Regions from separate parts of the Hordeum vulgare genome. Here region 2 is linked to region 1. The links are chromatin contacts, called in public Hi-C maps. All regions are on one chromosome and are shown on one strand. The core of a region is the stretch at or near the end of the contact, and the rest is flanking DNA. Distances in the headings are between cores, read along the strand shown. Region 1 holds the start of LOC123407263 (AP-1 complex subunit gamma-2-like). Region 2 holds the start of LOC123410936 (dehydrodolichyl diphosphate synthase CPT3).

Evidence for each region. Hi-C and Micro-C count contacts between places; a contact is called where the count stands out from the background.
Region 2: a Hi-C map of leaf shows a contact between it and region 1, with 4 times the contacts expected there. The contact joins the promoter of LOC123410936 here to the promoter of LOC123407263 in region 1. A contact is called at or near these places in 3 of 6 Hi-C or Micro-C datasets (leaf and seedling).

What each region holds. Positions count from the first base shown.
Region 1 is chr7H:48,860,757-48,868,275 of MorexV3_pseudomolecules_assembly, reverse strand. LOC123407263 (AP-1 complex subunit gamma-2-like) reads right to left here and starts at 3,574. Exons shown (of 19, transcript XM_045100364.1): 1 at 3,336-3,574; 2 at 2,946-3,248; 3 at 2,684-2,825; 4 at 2,123-2,296; 5 at 1,624-1,803; 6 at 1,092-1,246; 7 at 324-414; 8 at 49-212. The coding sequence starts at 3,379.
Region 2 is chr7H:49,041,552-49,049,070 of MorexV3_pseudomolecules_assembly, reverse strand. It overlaps LOC123410936 (dehydrodolichyl diphosphate synthase CPT3), which reads right to left and starts at 2,638. Exons shown (of 3, transcript XM_045103859.1): 1 at 2,318-2,638; 2 at 1,520-1,586; 3 at 150-1,410. The coding sequence starts at 1,543. The coding sequence ends at 523.

The DNA.
Region 1 (7,519 bases), core at 2,325-4,824:
TAGGAAATAGCAAAAGCCAGTAGAGATGATGAATGTGCCAAGACTTACTTTTCAACTATTGAGCATATTTTTGCTGTGAGGTCTTCCTTGAAGTCATCATCACTTACTTCTAGGTAATCAATAAGCTCCTTAGTCAAAGGCTTCACATTCGTGTCATTGACGAGTAGGTAAACAAGTTCAAGGGCCCTTTTGCGAATGGAGACATCTGCATCCTGAGAGTGCATACGTGATTGCAAATTTTTAAGGGGAAGAGAAAAGGAATCCCCAGAAGAAACACAATAAGCCTAAAGCATATTATACCATAGAACTGTATGATTGATTACCTTGACACACTCCAATATTGTTACCCTGTGCCTCTGCACTGCTAGTGTGTCCACTGCCATGGCCTTCATTAGCATATTCAGAGCAACATATCTGAGAACACGGTGTGCATAGTAAGTAAAGTATCTATTACTATCTACTCCCTCCGTCCCAAAATAAGTGTCACAATTTTGTACTAGCTGTAGTACAAAGTTGTACTAAGCTTAAGACATTTATTTTGGGACGGAGGGAGTATTAAGCTTTTAAAGCAGTAGAAGAAGATCCCCCAACATTCGTCCACATGGGCCAAAATTTATTGTCCATGGATTGTAGTGGGTCCAGATTATAATGGCGGATAATTAAGGGATAAGGTAGATCTTTAAGATGGAATCCTCTTGGGCCTCCTGAATTGACATTAACCCTTTAAGTTTTTGACCGACAATATCAATTGGTGGTTATGGGAAAACAAACAGCTGAACTAATACCAGATATGATGATACGGATCAAATCTAGCCCTGCAAATGAGTACCGCATGGGTCACTCTCCTAATTGTATTTACAGGAGATTGTAGAATATTTTAAAACAACTTGATGGTGCAAGTTCTCTATTCATTTCTGAAATCCAAGAACAATTGTATTCATATAACCAGCAAGTAATAGTGGTTGGAACTATGCTCCTCTACCACAGAGACAAGTCAGAACTCCAGACTAAAAAATAGCCCAAAAAAACACAAATAATTAACCTCTTTGTTACGATGGGTATCAGTTGTCCAAGAGCGAGAGGACATTTACCTTATATTGTTATCACGGTTGGATAAGAATCTACCCAAAATATTAATTGCCAGCACACGCAGACCACTAGTAGCTTCAATTCCCATTATGGTCTCAACACATTCATATAGAATAGCGTTTCCAGCATTTTTGTTTGACTCTGTTTTCGTTGCAACCTGAAAATCCAGTACATGTGTTAATTATGAACTAACCACTATAAGATACACAGGGGGGGAGTGTAACGGATAACCAAGAAACAAGCTACTAAAAAAATAACACAGCAAAGGCAAAAAAAAAATAGTCATGCTACCAGGTTTCAAAGTTCATGTATAACAGTACTCTTAGCAAGACCTAAACGGAAGAATGCCTAAAAGAAGTTATAAATTGCTAGTAGTAGTTTCATTACAGGGGAGAGATCATTTTGCTGTACAGCATGTGACTAATGTTCATATGTAGCTTGTAACAACAAATATCTAGTTCACTAATTTGATGGGAGCTGATGTACTTTGAATTGAAATTTTGTTTCGTGTAAAACCAAGGATGAACAAATTACCTGGGCAAGAATATCATTCACATACTCGCTGCAGTCTGCATCCCCTTGACCCAATGTCCGCATGAGCCTAAGAACTCGGATGTGCAAGAATGGATCTGTGATGCCAGCAATGTCATATTCAGGAGCATACGAACTGTTGGACACGTCTCTCAGTATCCGGACCAACCCTTCGACGGAGTGCTGAAACAGCAAGATTTTATCAGAATGCTAGATAATTATTGTCGAAAATATATGTAAATATTTGCAATAGTCTTGCATGTACAATCTAAAAACAATTTAATGAATATAGTTATAGAGAAGAACACAAAAATGTTTTTGCTTCTTTTGATGAACACAACATTGGAAACAAACATTTGACAAATAATGATGAAAATATCATAGCGATGATGTAAAATGATATTGTTGCGTCAATGCATCACCGAATGAACGATCTGAAAGAGCAGGGGCTGGGACTGATGCTAATGGTTTCCGCTAATGGTCCATAAAATAGCACTGTTACCTTTCTCAAGTACTCCAATGCTTCTCTGCTTGATTTACAGAGCTCTGTACAGAGCTGGACAACCGAAATCAGAACCCCATGGTGTTTTTCCTTGAGTAATGATGCAGCAGAACCCATGAAGTTCTCTGCCAAATCTGGAACTTTTCTTACAATCCGTATAGAGCACAAGGCAGCCTACAAACAGGAGCTATATACAATCAATAATAGTTCTCCACAAAACATAGTCTAAGGCTAACCAAACGAACAACACCTATGCAGAAGGAAAACAACAGGATAAGAAATGCACAGAATGTAAGCTTCGAAATGCATCGATTAGAAGATCCGAGAAGTAACGAGTTGGTGTTTGAGTGAAAATTTACTGATGCTAAACCACCTATAGCATATAGGCACACTAACATGTAGGCTTTTGCAGTTCTTATGCTAGGGCAAACGATGGAAGGGTCATTGCAGGTTTGAAGCATCCAAATAATAACTCTTTCATATGTAGTATCAGAATACTGCTATGGTGCTCAAAACAGTTTCCGAAGGGACTAAGGTATCATGATGAAAAAAAATGAGCACCTTCTTCTTCGTGTTTGGGTCCCTAGTTTGCAACAGCCTCTCCACCTCGGGCGCCAGGTCGCGCGCCATTTCAGCGGAGCAAATGTTCCCCAGGGCGCAGAGCGCAAGGCCCACGATGAACTGGTTGGAGTGGTTAAGATCTCTGCCCACGTTAAGGACTAGCAATTACTCAAAGATGAGCATGGCATTGTAAAACAAATAGCGACGAACAAGCGGCGGCAAATGTAAGTAGGCATAAGCATTAGGCGAGCGAGTCGGATACTGCTTGAGGGAGTTGGTGACGAGCATGAGGACCTCCTGCCGCTCGTCGAGCAGCAGCGTGAGGCCGAGGTAGCCGATGCGCTTCTCGGGGAAGCCCGAGGAGGCGATGAGCTTGAGGCACTCCATCTGGCCGAAATGCGTGGGGTAGCCGAGCATGTGGATGAACATGAGCTTGGCCATGTTGCGGTGCCGGTAGTCCTGGTCGTTCTCGCTGATGGCGGCCCTGATGGCCGCGCACTCCCGCCGCACCACCGCGCGCTCCTCGGCGGCCGTCTTGGAGGCGCGTATCGCGCGTATCATGTCCCTGCGGAGACGCCACGGGGCGAGGTTACACGACGGGACGGATCTGAGCGGGGCCGCTGGGCGGGCGGGCGCGATCGAGGAGGCTCACCGGAGGCGCGTGCCGGAGGAGAAGGGGTTGAGGGAGAGGTCCATGGCGGCGTCCTCGACGATCTTCTCGACGGAGTCCGATGGGAAGGGGGGTCTCGCCGTCGGGGGGCGGGGCGGAGGAGGAAGACCACGGCGACGGCCGGGTGGATCTGGACGTGGGCGGTGGTGGTGCGAATTGCGAAGAGGCCCCCTGGTTTTGTTATTTTAGTCCATGTAAGGAATAGTTGGGCATTTGGGGTCTAATCTCGCCGTGCTGATCTCACTCGCCACTAAATTCCTAGCGTGTTAGTGCTCGGCATCACGGTTGATTTGTTTATTCATTCACTAACAAATACTACTACCCACTTGCTTGGTTTATGCAGTCACACAAAGCGCATATTCGTGGATATAGTATATTACTCTTTTTTGAGACATGAGACGTAGTATAAATTCAAATTTTTCTACTTGAAAAAGATAGTATGCAATCGGGTTATTCTCAAGTACAACTAATGTGAAAATGTACATGTGTAATCGAAAAAGGGATGAGAGTTCCATTCATATAATGTAACTTAAGCACGCACTTTCAAACATGTAGTTACATTCTTCGAAGGGATATAAATATTTTCATCTTCATGTGAAAGATAGACAAAGGTGTGCATGTATAATTGGCACGTGTATTGCTAATCCATCTTAGCTTACTATTTACAAAGTACTCCATGCATGCTTTCTCTAACATTTTGGGTTCATCCATGTGTCCACAAAAGTTTTCTTCTGTCACAAATGAGTCGATAAGGTGTGACTTTTGTTTATTATAAAGAGTACAATTTGCATTTCTCAATTAAAGAAATCCTAGTCGACTTAAATTTATCACAACGTCATTTAAAAAAATGTGATTATGAACTCTTGCAAAAATAATGTTATGCCGGATGTAGACCACATGACATGAATAGGTTACTGTCATATTTATCTTAACATGCAACCTATCCATCTCAATACATTGCGACACCAGTAACATATCGACGTCACTATCATAGGTATCTCACACATGAATGAATCCTTCAACTCACTAGAAATGATCCACGACTTGTCAGATTAACGGTCTTCTTCTTGTTAGTGCACCTAAAATAAAGCAAGGTCACTAATGTGTCATGTAATTGCACTCCACAAGACACTCTTACAAAATGTGTTTGTGCAATACACTAAAATGTTACAACAACAACAACAATGTGTATATGTCCCATTTTATATTGAGGACATTGATTGGATAAGAAGCTCCTCATCGCTATCTGGTTCATTACGAGGAACAATAGAAGGGCATTGGAAAATCTTTACAATTCCATTATTATTCCTTTTATATTTTATTGATTTATGTCTCTTTCTATGATTGACTATATAAACATTCTCATTCAAATTCTTCTTTCCAAAATTCACATATATTTCAAAATAAATCTCTATAATTTTTTGTCGTGTTTGGACTCCGTTGGATTTTGTGCAAAACATGCAAAAGCAACAAGAACTGGTGATGACCCACAAGTGGGGATCAATCGTAGTCCTTTCCATAAGTAAGAGTGTCGAACCCAGCGAGGAGCATAAGGAAATGACAAACAATTTTCAGCAAGCAATTGTCTACAAGTGTTGTGAGTAACATTGATATATAGTTTTGTAGCAGGATAATTTGTAACAAGTAACAAGTAACAATAGTAGCAAGTGTGCAAAAAGGTGACCAAATAATTTTTATAGCAAAGGACAAGTCTGGAAGTTCTCTTATATAAAGTAAAGCGCTATCGAGGATACATGGGAATTGTCGTATAGTCATTTTCATCATGTTGAGTTGATTCGCGTTCGTTACTTTGATAATTTGATATGTGGGTGGACCGGTGCTTGGGTGTTGTTATTACTTGAACAAGCAACCCACTTATGATTACCCCCTCTCACAAGAATCTGCAATTACAAAAGAAGAATTAGGATAAATCTAACCATAGCATGAAACTTATGGATCCAAATCAGCCCTTACGGGATAATGCATATACTAGGATTTAAGCTTCTGTCACTCCAGCACCCCATCATCTACTTATTACTCCACTATACATTTCCCTCGGCCCAAATATATTGAAGTGTCATGTAGTCGGCGTTCACATGACGCCACTAAAGGAAACAACAACATACATATCCTGAAAATATCAAACCTATACCAACTTCACATGAATACTTATAACAAGACTTCTCCAATGTCCTCAAGAACAAAAGAAACTAATCACAAATCATCACCATGTTCAATGAGAGGTATAACAAATATGATAAAGGATCTGAACATATTATCTTCCCCCAAGCAAACCAGCAAGCATCAACTACAAGATGCCTGAGGTACCAATATGAGGTTTTGAGACAAAGATTGCATACAAGATATATGAACTAGGGTTTGATACAAGATGGTGTCGATGAATATGTGTATGAAGATTGGCCCTTCCACGAAGGAGGAAGCGTTGATGATGATGATGGCTTTGACTCTCCCCTCTCGAAGGAAAGTTTCCCCGACAAAATCACTCTATGAGAGAGCAAAAGGGCATTTGCCCAGGTTTTCACCTCAAGACGGCGGCGCCTCGTCCCGAAAGTATCCTCTTGACTTTTCTAGGTAAAAAACCACCATATAACATAAGAGGGGGGCTGGAGCCTGGGTGCGGGCCTCCCAAACCATCAGGGCGCGCCTACGGGTGAGCGCGCCCTGTTGGCTTTGCACCAACAGGTGGCCCCCCTCTAGTACATATTCACTCCAATAATTCTTATATATTCCACAAAAAATCCTCGTAAAGTTTCAGGTCATTTGGAGTCCAGAAATTCTTCATATTTTCCCATGGCTTTCAGGTCCAGAATCCCGACTTCACGCAATTTCCCTCTTTGTGTAGATATTGCAAATTAAGAGAGAAAAGGAATTAGAATTGTATCGTAAAGTTGAATAATTACCAAGAACAATATAAATATCAATAAGAAATCATGATGCAAAATGGACGTATCAACTTCCCCAAGCTTAGACCTCGCTTGTCCTCCAGCGAAAGCCGAGCTCGATAAAAATGACCACATAATTATAGAGAAAGGTGTCGATAAAAACAAATTACGGTGAAGGGAGCATCATGGATATTAACATATTAGAAAGTTTTCATCATATAACTTATCATAAACAAGTAACAATCTATCCACATGTATTTAAGTATGAAACATAAACTTTATTGTCAACCAACAAGCTATATTCTTAGTCACCGAGACAATCACAATTCATCATAATTCAGAGAATAGTATCTGTAAGAGCTTTTATTTTAGCAAGTTCACATACTCAACCATCATTTAGTCTTGTATGATTGCTAACACTCAATGCATATTTTTTGAAGCAAACGGTTCGATGAGACACGTAGAAAGATAGGGCACTACAGGAATCAGTTTCTTTGTCGTTTGCCATAGCGAACGGCAAAGGGCCACTCCACGGACGGCAAAGCTATTTGCTGTCAGGCAAAAAATTCTATGACTGCTTGCGTCGGTAAAGGGCCTTCTTTGCCGTCTGCCGACATGCAGCGGACGGCAAAGAGCTTCGCCATCTGTCTGACATGACAAGCAAACGACAAAGTATTTAGACGACAGACGACTGACACCTGCTCTATTAGTGGCTAATGGAGTATTTCGTCGTCTACCATTGATGAGGCCTTTGCCATCCGTCATTGATGAGGCCTACGTCGTCTGCCTGTGACGGCCCTTTGTTGTTGCCACGTGGTGGCTCTTTGTCGTCTGCCATTTATGGGCTCTTTGCCGTCTGCGAGGCGCGACCCTTTGCCGTCTGTCGTGGGCTCTAGCAGACGACAAGGTGACCAGATGGGTTAGTCGGCTGCCCCAGGTTGCACAGGTGGATGCCACATGGCGCCTTTGCCGCGTGATAGCCGACGACAAAGTCCTTTGCCACTATTGCCACCATTTTGTTTGCTTTTAGTTATTACCCTGCATTTTTAAAATACACATATGATATATATAATTTCTAACACCCACATATAATTTCAAACACCATATAAGCAGCATAGTCCATGTATCGAACATCATATAAGAGCAAGACAACAAATAGGCTAGCTTGCAATATATACACGTAGTTTGAAGCATCATTTTAGATAAGATGGTTACAATACTTATCTTATCTTTATACATACACATAGTTTCAATCATCATTTT
Region 2 (7,519 bases), core at 1,389-3,888, 180 kb before region 1:
ACAACCTCTTCCCCAACATCAATATCATTCTCAAACCGAAGCAACCTAGGAATCATAAGCTTACCTCCGTCCCAAAATTCTGAGTATATAGCATCAACAGCAGAGTCCCTAACAACAAGCTTCTTGTAGCTATGAAAACGAGGCAAATGTAAATTATATATGCCTTGGAGTACTGATTATATTATATATTGCAACACTTTACAATTTTCTTGATTTGGCTCCGTGTTCAGGCTAAGTGGCAAGCCAACGTTTAACGCAACAGCCAAAACAAAGAATTGTACAACATAATACACATGGTTCCCATAATTACACCCCTCTCATACACTAAAAACAGTAAGGGCCAACTTTCAACAGGTTGCTGTAACTATCTTTTCTTGGTATCTGCTTATCTCCTCCAAGAGGAGATCAGATCCCTTATTCACAGACGGATGCTTCTCTGCCAGCCGCCTGTTCTGTTATTATTGTATGTTCTTGATTACCATATGCATATATCTCCTTAGGAAGGGGACGAGACCCCCTAGTTCACAGCTGCTTCTTAACCAGAGCTTTGTTCTGCTCGATGTACGGGTAGGCTCTCTGGTACTGCAGTATCGCCCAGACGAGGTGCCTCCAGGAGAACTCAGGCCAGAGGGGGTCTGGGCTCTGCAGATGGCTAAATGTTGTCTGCCACAGGAGGAAGTTGCTCAGCCGGGTCTCGCCCGAGGTTCGGATCACAATGTCCGGGTCCGGGCAGCCGGCGGTGTACATATGGCGATCCAGGTCGGCCACCGAGATATCCGAACGTGCGCCGCCGTTCGCGGCTCGTCCATTGCAGCCGCCTGCATGCTGCTGCCCCTGCATCGTACCCCTCCGTTCTTTGCAGAGCTCGGTGACGGCGTTGGCGATCTCAGAAGTCGAATTGTATGGCATGCAGACTGAGAAGACCAATCCTGTATTCTCGGCGGTGCTCGCCATCAGCTTATGAGCTGCTAGCCGCACTGGTTCGGGAAGCATGTCCAGGTTCCCCCAGAAGTTGATCTTGCAGTTGACCTTGTTGATGACATTCTTGTTTTCCAACAGCTCGTTGATCTTTTCCTCCATTAACTCCATCAGGGTCTGCACCTCACTAGGGTCGCGTTTAAAGTTGTCGATGCTGAACGCGTACACCGTGATGTACTTGACACCCATTTCATAACAGTAGATAAGACTTGCCATTAGAGCAGAGAAGCCTACACTATGACCCGTGCCTTGCTTGATACTTCTGGATTTAGCATATCTGCGGTTCCCGTCCATAATAAACGCGATGTGTTTAGGCATTGGGCCATATGAGAGGACAGCTATGATGCACTTACGTAGAAAATTCTTCAGACTTTCAACAACACCAGTCGCAATTATCTCATCAGGCTTCTTCTCATTCAACACCTTCGGGTCCTGGACCAACAAGATAAATATGGCACATCAGTGATTGTACTACGTGTCAGATAAAGTAAGATGACAGCGCAGCAGAAAATGAGTCAGAGCTGTTTGAGAATCTTATTACATGACTAATAAGTGAATCAAGCATTTCCACAAGTAGGGGTCAACCAAGCAATGCACCGGTCTCAAACCTGCAAACAGGAAAAAGAACATAGGTTTCAGACTTCCTTGCATGGGAAAGGTCAACAAGCGAACGATCACCATCAGAAAATGGGTGTGAGATGTATATTATCAGTATTACAGGATTAAGCGGCACTGCGAAGAAAAGCAGATGTCAAGGCAACAGTTCATTGCTTATGCTTCCCCAGGACTGTACGAACACACATACAAAAGAGACGTGATCCTTCTTGTACTATCAAATAGATCCTATAGACAAAATGGAACTTGGGACAGAAAGACGACTCCGGACTTGCAGCACCAGATTTCAGCTGCTCAAAAGATCGGCTAAAGCGACACGACGACGAGGTTCACTGGGTTCGAGAGTAGAAGCAACAGGGCACCTATCCAGACGACAACATGTCAACAACTTCCTGAACAAGCAGATTTCCTTTCCTTAAACAAGCATATGCATGTAGCACAAAGCATGCATTTTTTTTTACCCACATGGTCAAATTCCTATCAGACAGAAGCTTCTTCAAAACTGCTGCTCAGATACAAGTAATTCCGATCGGATGACTTCTAAGCAGAACCGGCAACAATCAGGATAGGGTAGCCAGCAGCAGCTTAAGAAAGCAAAGCACAGGCGCATACTACATACACCTCAACCTCACGGCAATTCCGTCGAACACGTTGCGGGCAAGCGGCAGCTCGCGGCACACCCATGGAGTGATCACACAACAGAGAAAGATTAGCCTCGGCTTACCTGCGGGATGACGGTCGGGGAGCGGAGGAGGAGCGGCGCTACCGGGGCTCCGGAGCAGAGATGCGAGCTCGAGCTCGAGAAGCGAGTGGCTGAGGTGGGCAAGAGGAGAAGAAGAGGCGCCGGCCGATCTCGTGGCGGATTGGGACGGGCAGGACAGCGAGCGGGTGGGAGTTGGCAGTTGTGGCCGTGCGGATCTCGCCCGTACGAGCGCGACGGCGGGGGAGGGGGACGGGAGGCCGGCGGCGCGCCACGGAGGGAAAAGGAGAGCTCGCGAAGATTCCTTCCGTTGCCTACCTGCCGTGCGTGTCCTGGCCGACGGCGACTTGGGCCTTTCGCAGCCAGCCGTCCGTTTTTCTCGATTGGGTGGGCATCAAAAATCAGGGGAATTCGATTATTCGTCACTTGTTGCTTTTGGAAAGTTTGTAATACTAATACATGTCACTTTTATGATTCGCTTGTTTAAAAGAACTTAAGCCACTGAATCGTTAGTTTTTAAGTGGGTCACCGCTAGGTGTCATCCGGTTGATTTCCATAGAAAACCAGTCGGGTCAAGAGCCATTGGATCCGTCGCGCGTAACAGGTGAATCGATCAACGCAACGCTGGGTTGTTCTCTCCCATCGCGTACACATTTGTTGCTTTCTTCCGTCCTCTGGGTCGTCGTCTGCCTCACAGCCGCTGCAGGGGTCGTACTTGTCGACGATGTTGGTCGCTAGCTTTACCTCTCACACCGTCGTTTCCCCTCGTACAATCATCGACGGGACTGTATTACAACACCATAGTCCGAAGCCGTCGGCAAGCGCTGATCGAGCTTGAGCCATCAGCCTTCTCTGCATCATCGTGAGCGCTTCATCGCAGCTCCGGCAGCACTGCGTGGCAACACCAACGCTCGCCGACAAAGTTGCGTCGAAGCACCAGTTCCTCCCCTATAGAACTGCTAGCGCCAACGACCGCAGCGTTTCAGCACCAACAATTGCCAGCAAACGCTGCATTGCATCTCCGGCAACGTCGACCAGCGATCTGTCACAACACGGCTCCGAGAGCCGTTGGCGAGCGTTTCATTGCAGCACGTCGAGAGCTGCAATGCATCTTCGAGAGCCGCCGTCGAGTGCTCCATTGCAGCTAGGAGAGAGCTCCAACGGAACTCCGATAGCCGCCACGAGCGCTGCATCCGAGCAACGGTGCCACTTTGCCACTTCAAGAGTGTTGCGGCCTCTCCGTTTGCAACAGGGGCACGTCCTTGAGCGGCACTACGGGGCAACGACGCTAACCTCACAGGTCACAACTCACGGTAGAGGGTGGTCAGCGTTGTGCAACTCTCCTATGTTACAACAATGGCAGATGTTCCCATGGGTTGCAAATGTGAGCAGGGCAGTAACACGCGCGGGGTATTGGGCACACTGTTGTCCTTCGATTTCTCAACTCCGACGACGGTCTTTGATGAGGACATTAATACCATTGTTACACCCACAACTCGAGTTGCTATACATACTCGACCGGTTATTAGAGCTCGCGCACGCCAATTGAATTACCAGGTATTTTCGTTTCTTGGAAATCTTTCTAATGTTCATGAACATATGATGTTGCCTAAGTTAGATACTTTTGTTGTACTTATGAATGAAGGACCTAGCATGAACAAGAAGGATGTCTATTGGAGCGGGATCAAGCATGAAAAAGAAGGTGCACGCGCGGGGAAGAACAATGAAATTTTCACTGGTGATTTTCGCACTTTGAAGCCACCATAAGGAGAACATGAAGGCTTGGACGGAATATTCAAGACGTCACTTTATAAATTTCATCCATAGGCTATTATACGTGTTGCACCACCTTATTTTTGGGCCAGGCCCATGTAATTTTGAAATATCATATTATAGGCTATTTTTAGAGTCCGTATGTGTGGGGAAACTGAGTTAGGGTCAGTTTGGGACCCCTCCTCCAAGGGGTCACGAAATTCCTCCTCTATTCCCTCATATATACAACCCTTAGGGCGCCTTTTAGACTTGGTTTTTGTTTAGATTACAAGTTTGCCATAGCTGCAACTTCGCGTTCTTCGTTTGTGTTCCACGACCAGATAAAGACGTCACAAAACCCCACTTTCATCAATAAAGCTTTCCTCTTATATTTGCAATATCCAGATTGCAATCTTAGTTTCTTGCTTGTTCTTCGTTTGTGTGCAGGAAACAAACCTCGTGGTTAGGTTGATCGTGCTCCGGCGTGGTCAATAACCTCTCGGAGTTGGTTTAGCGATTGCTAAGACGCGATGTCCTCACACGTTCGTAGCTTGATCGTCAAAGTCTACTCCACCAAAACGATAACCACCATCTCATTGAAAGACAAGGACAACTTTGCATCTCTCAAGTGGTATCAAATTTCCAGGTTGCTCGGTGAGATTTTACCATTTTTTTGTAGTTAGATCACATCGGTTCTTCATACCTATAGTCCACGGAAAAGCCACACAAAAAAGGGTTAGATCATCATATCCGAACCAATCCGAGCCTTTGCATAGTCTTTTAAGTATTTTGCTTTGTTGGATTTGCGGTTACATCGTCGTGTCGAGTTGTTGGTCTTAGTGTCTAGTCCTTTAGAGTTTTGAGTTCTGCTCACAGGTTGTCACATGATACGTCTCAAACGTATCTATAATTTTTGATGGTTTCACGCTGTTATTTTGTCTTCTTTGGTTGTTTTATGTACCTTTAATATCTTTTTTGGGACTAACTTATTAATTCAGTACCAAGTGCCAGTTCCTGTTTTTTCCGTGGTTTTGACTCTTTTCAGATCTGATTTTGGAATGGAGTCCAAACGAAAGACAAACCCCCAAATGATTTTTTCCCGAATAGAAGAAGATCAGGGGGGCCTTTGGGCCAGGCCAGGTGGGCTCCAGGGAGCCCACAAGCCCCCACTCTACCACCAGGGGGGAGGCGGCGGTGGGCAGGCTTGTGGCCTCCCTGGCCGCCCCCTGACCTAGGTCTTTGGCCTATAAATTCCCAAATATTCCGTAAAAAATCAGGGGAGCGTCGAAAATACTTTTCCGCCGCCGCAAGCTTCCGTTTCCGCGAGATCTCATCTGGAGACCCTTCCCGGCACCCTGTCGGAGGGGACTTTGGAGTTGGAGGGATTCTTCATCATCATCATCGCCCCTCCAATGACTCGTGAGTAGTTCACTTCAGACCTACGGGTCCGTAGTTAGTAGCTAGATGGCTTCTTTTCTCTCTTGGATCTTCAATACAAAGTTCTTCATGATCTTCATGGAGATCTATCCGATGTAATCTTCTTTGGCGGTGTGTTTGTCGAGATCCGATGAATTGTGTATTTGTGATCAGATTATCTATGATATATATTTGAGTCTTTGTTGATTTCTTATATGCATGATTTGATATCCTTGTAAGTCTCTCTGAGTCTTAGGTTTTGTTTGGCCAACTAGATCTATGATTCTTGCAATGGGAGAAGTGCTTGATTTTGGGTTCTGCCATATGGTGACCTTTCCCAGTGACAGTAGGGGCAGCAAGGCACACATCAAGTAGTTGCCATCAAGGGTAAAAAGATGGGGTTTTTATCATTGGTTTGAGATTATCCCTCTACATCATGTCATCTTGCTTAAGGCGTTGCTCTGTTCTTATGGACTTAATACACTAGATGCATGCTGGATAGCGGTCGATGTGTGGAGTAATAGTAGTAGATGCAGAAAGTATCGGTCTACTTGTGTCGGATGTGATGCCTATAGATATAATCATTGCATAGATATCGTCACGACTTTGCGCGGTTCTATCAATTGCTCGACGGTAATTTGTTCACCCACCGTCTACTTGCTGTCATGAGAGAAGCCACTAGTAAACACTACGGCCCCCGGGTCTATTCACATCCATCGTTTACACCTCCGCTTTTACTTTTGCTTTGTTACTTTGTTGCTTTCAGTTCTCACTTGGCAAACAATCTATAAGGGATTGACAACCCCTTCATAGCGTTGGGTGCAAGCTTTTGTGTTTGTGCAGGATCTTGAGATACTCCTCCGCCGGATTGATACCTTGGTTCTCAAACTGAGGGAAATACTTACCATCGTTGTGCTACATCACCCTTTCCGCTTCGAGGGAACACCAATGCAAGGCTCCAAGGCCACGGGGGAAATCCTTTGCATACTTGCCTAGGAAGTCCCTTAAGGCGTAGCCGCAGCTGAAGGATTCCTGGTGCCGTCGACACAACTATTTTCTGGCGCCGTTGCAAGGGATACACAGCAAACATCATCATGCCGCCACCACGCCATCTTTCATCGTTGCCATATACCACCACTACGCTATCATCATCGTTGTTGCCATATACCACCAACATGCCACCATCATCCTTGCTGCCATATATCACCACCACATATCCACCACCAATCCTAGTCTGAGTCCTTTCTGTATTAGGTTAATTTCAAGATCCTCTTGTTTTCGATTTCGCATTTCCTTACGTGAGTAGGTTTCGGGAAAAAATCATAGCACTTTTTAGGCCAAAATTTCAAAGTAGGTTTGAGTCTAGCACGCTTTTCAGGAAAAAAAATCGGAGGGTGAATTTGTTTCCCCTATCGTGTTGTTAGGATTTTAGAGAGTTTTGAGACACTTGCCACCATAGTGATTTTTGTCGCAATTTTTGGTCGTCGCAGCCCTGAATTGCTCTAGAAAAAAATAGTCAAAAAAATCCGTGCCTATCCTATTTTTATTCCTTCGAAAGAGTTTTGAGACACTCACCATTATAGTGATTTTCTGGAAAACAAAAACAAGAGCGCAAAAAAAAGGCGCCAAAAAAATAAAAATAAGAGTGGATCTTCCCTTTTTTACGTGTAGCGTCGTGATTTTGTTGGTGTTCTAGGCTCGCGTCTCTAGTACGGTTTAGCCTAGGACCAGCAAGGTACCATCGTTGAGCATCCTTTCAACTTTGCATCCCTGAACTGATTATCGCTAACCCTTTTTGCTACCATATTATAAGCCTTCCCAACTCCACACACATCTACATCGTGTGTTTGACACCACCTGACAATCGCTCTATCCAAGCTTTGAGAGTTTTGACTACACCGGTTGTCGATCACCACCTGCTGTTGGGTAAAAACTGGTAAGAATTTGAGATTTTCTTGACGGATTTGTGACACACCACCACCACCACCATCACCACCACTTCCTAGTAGTCTGTAGGTTCATATTCTTCTGTGTTCCTATTGCTCCTAACCATGCGAG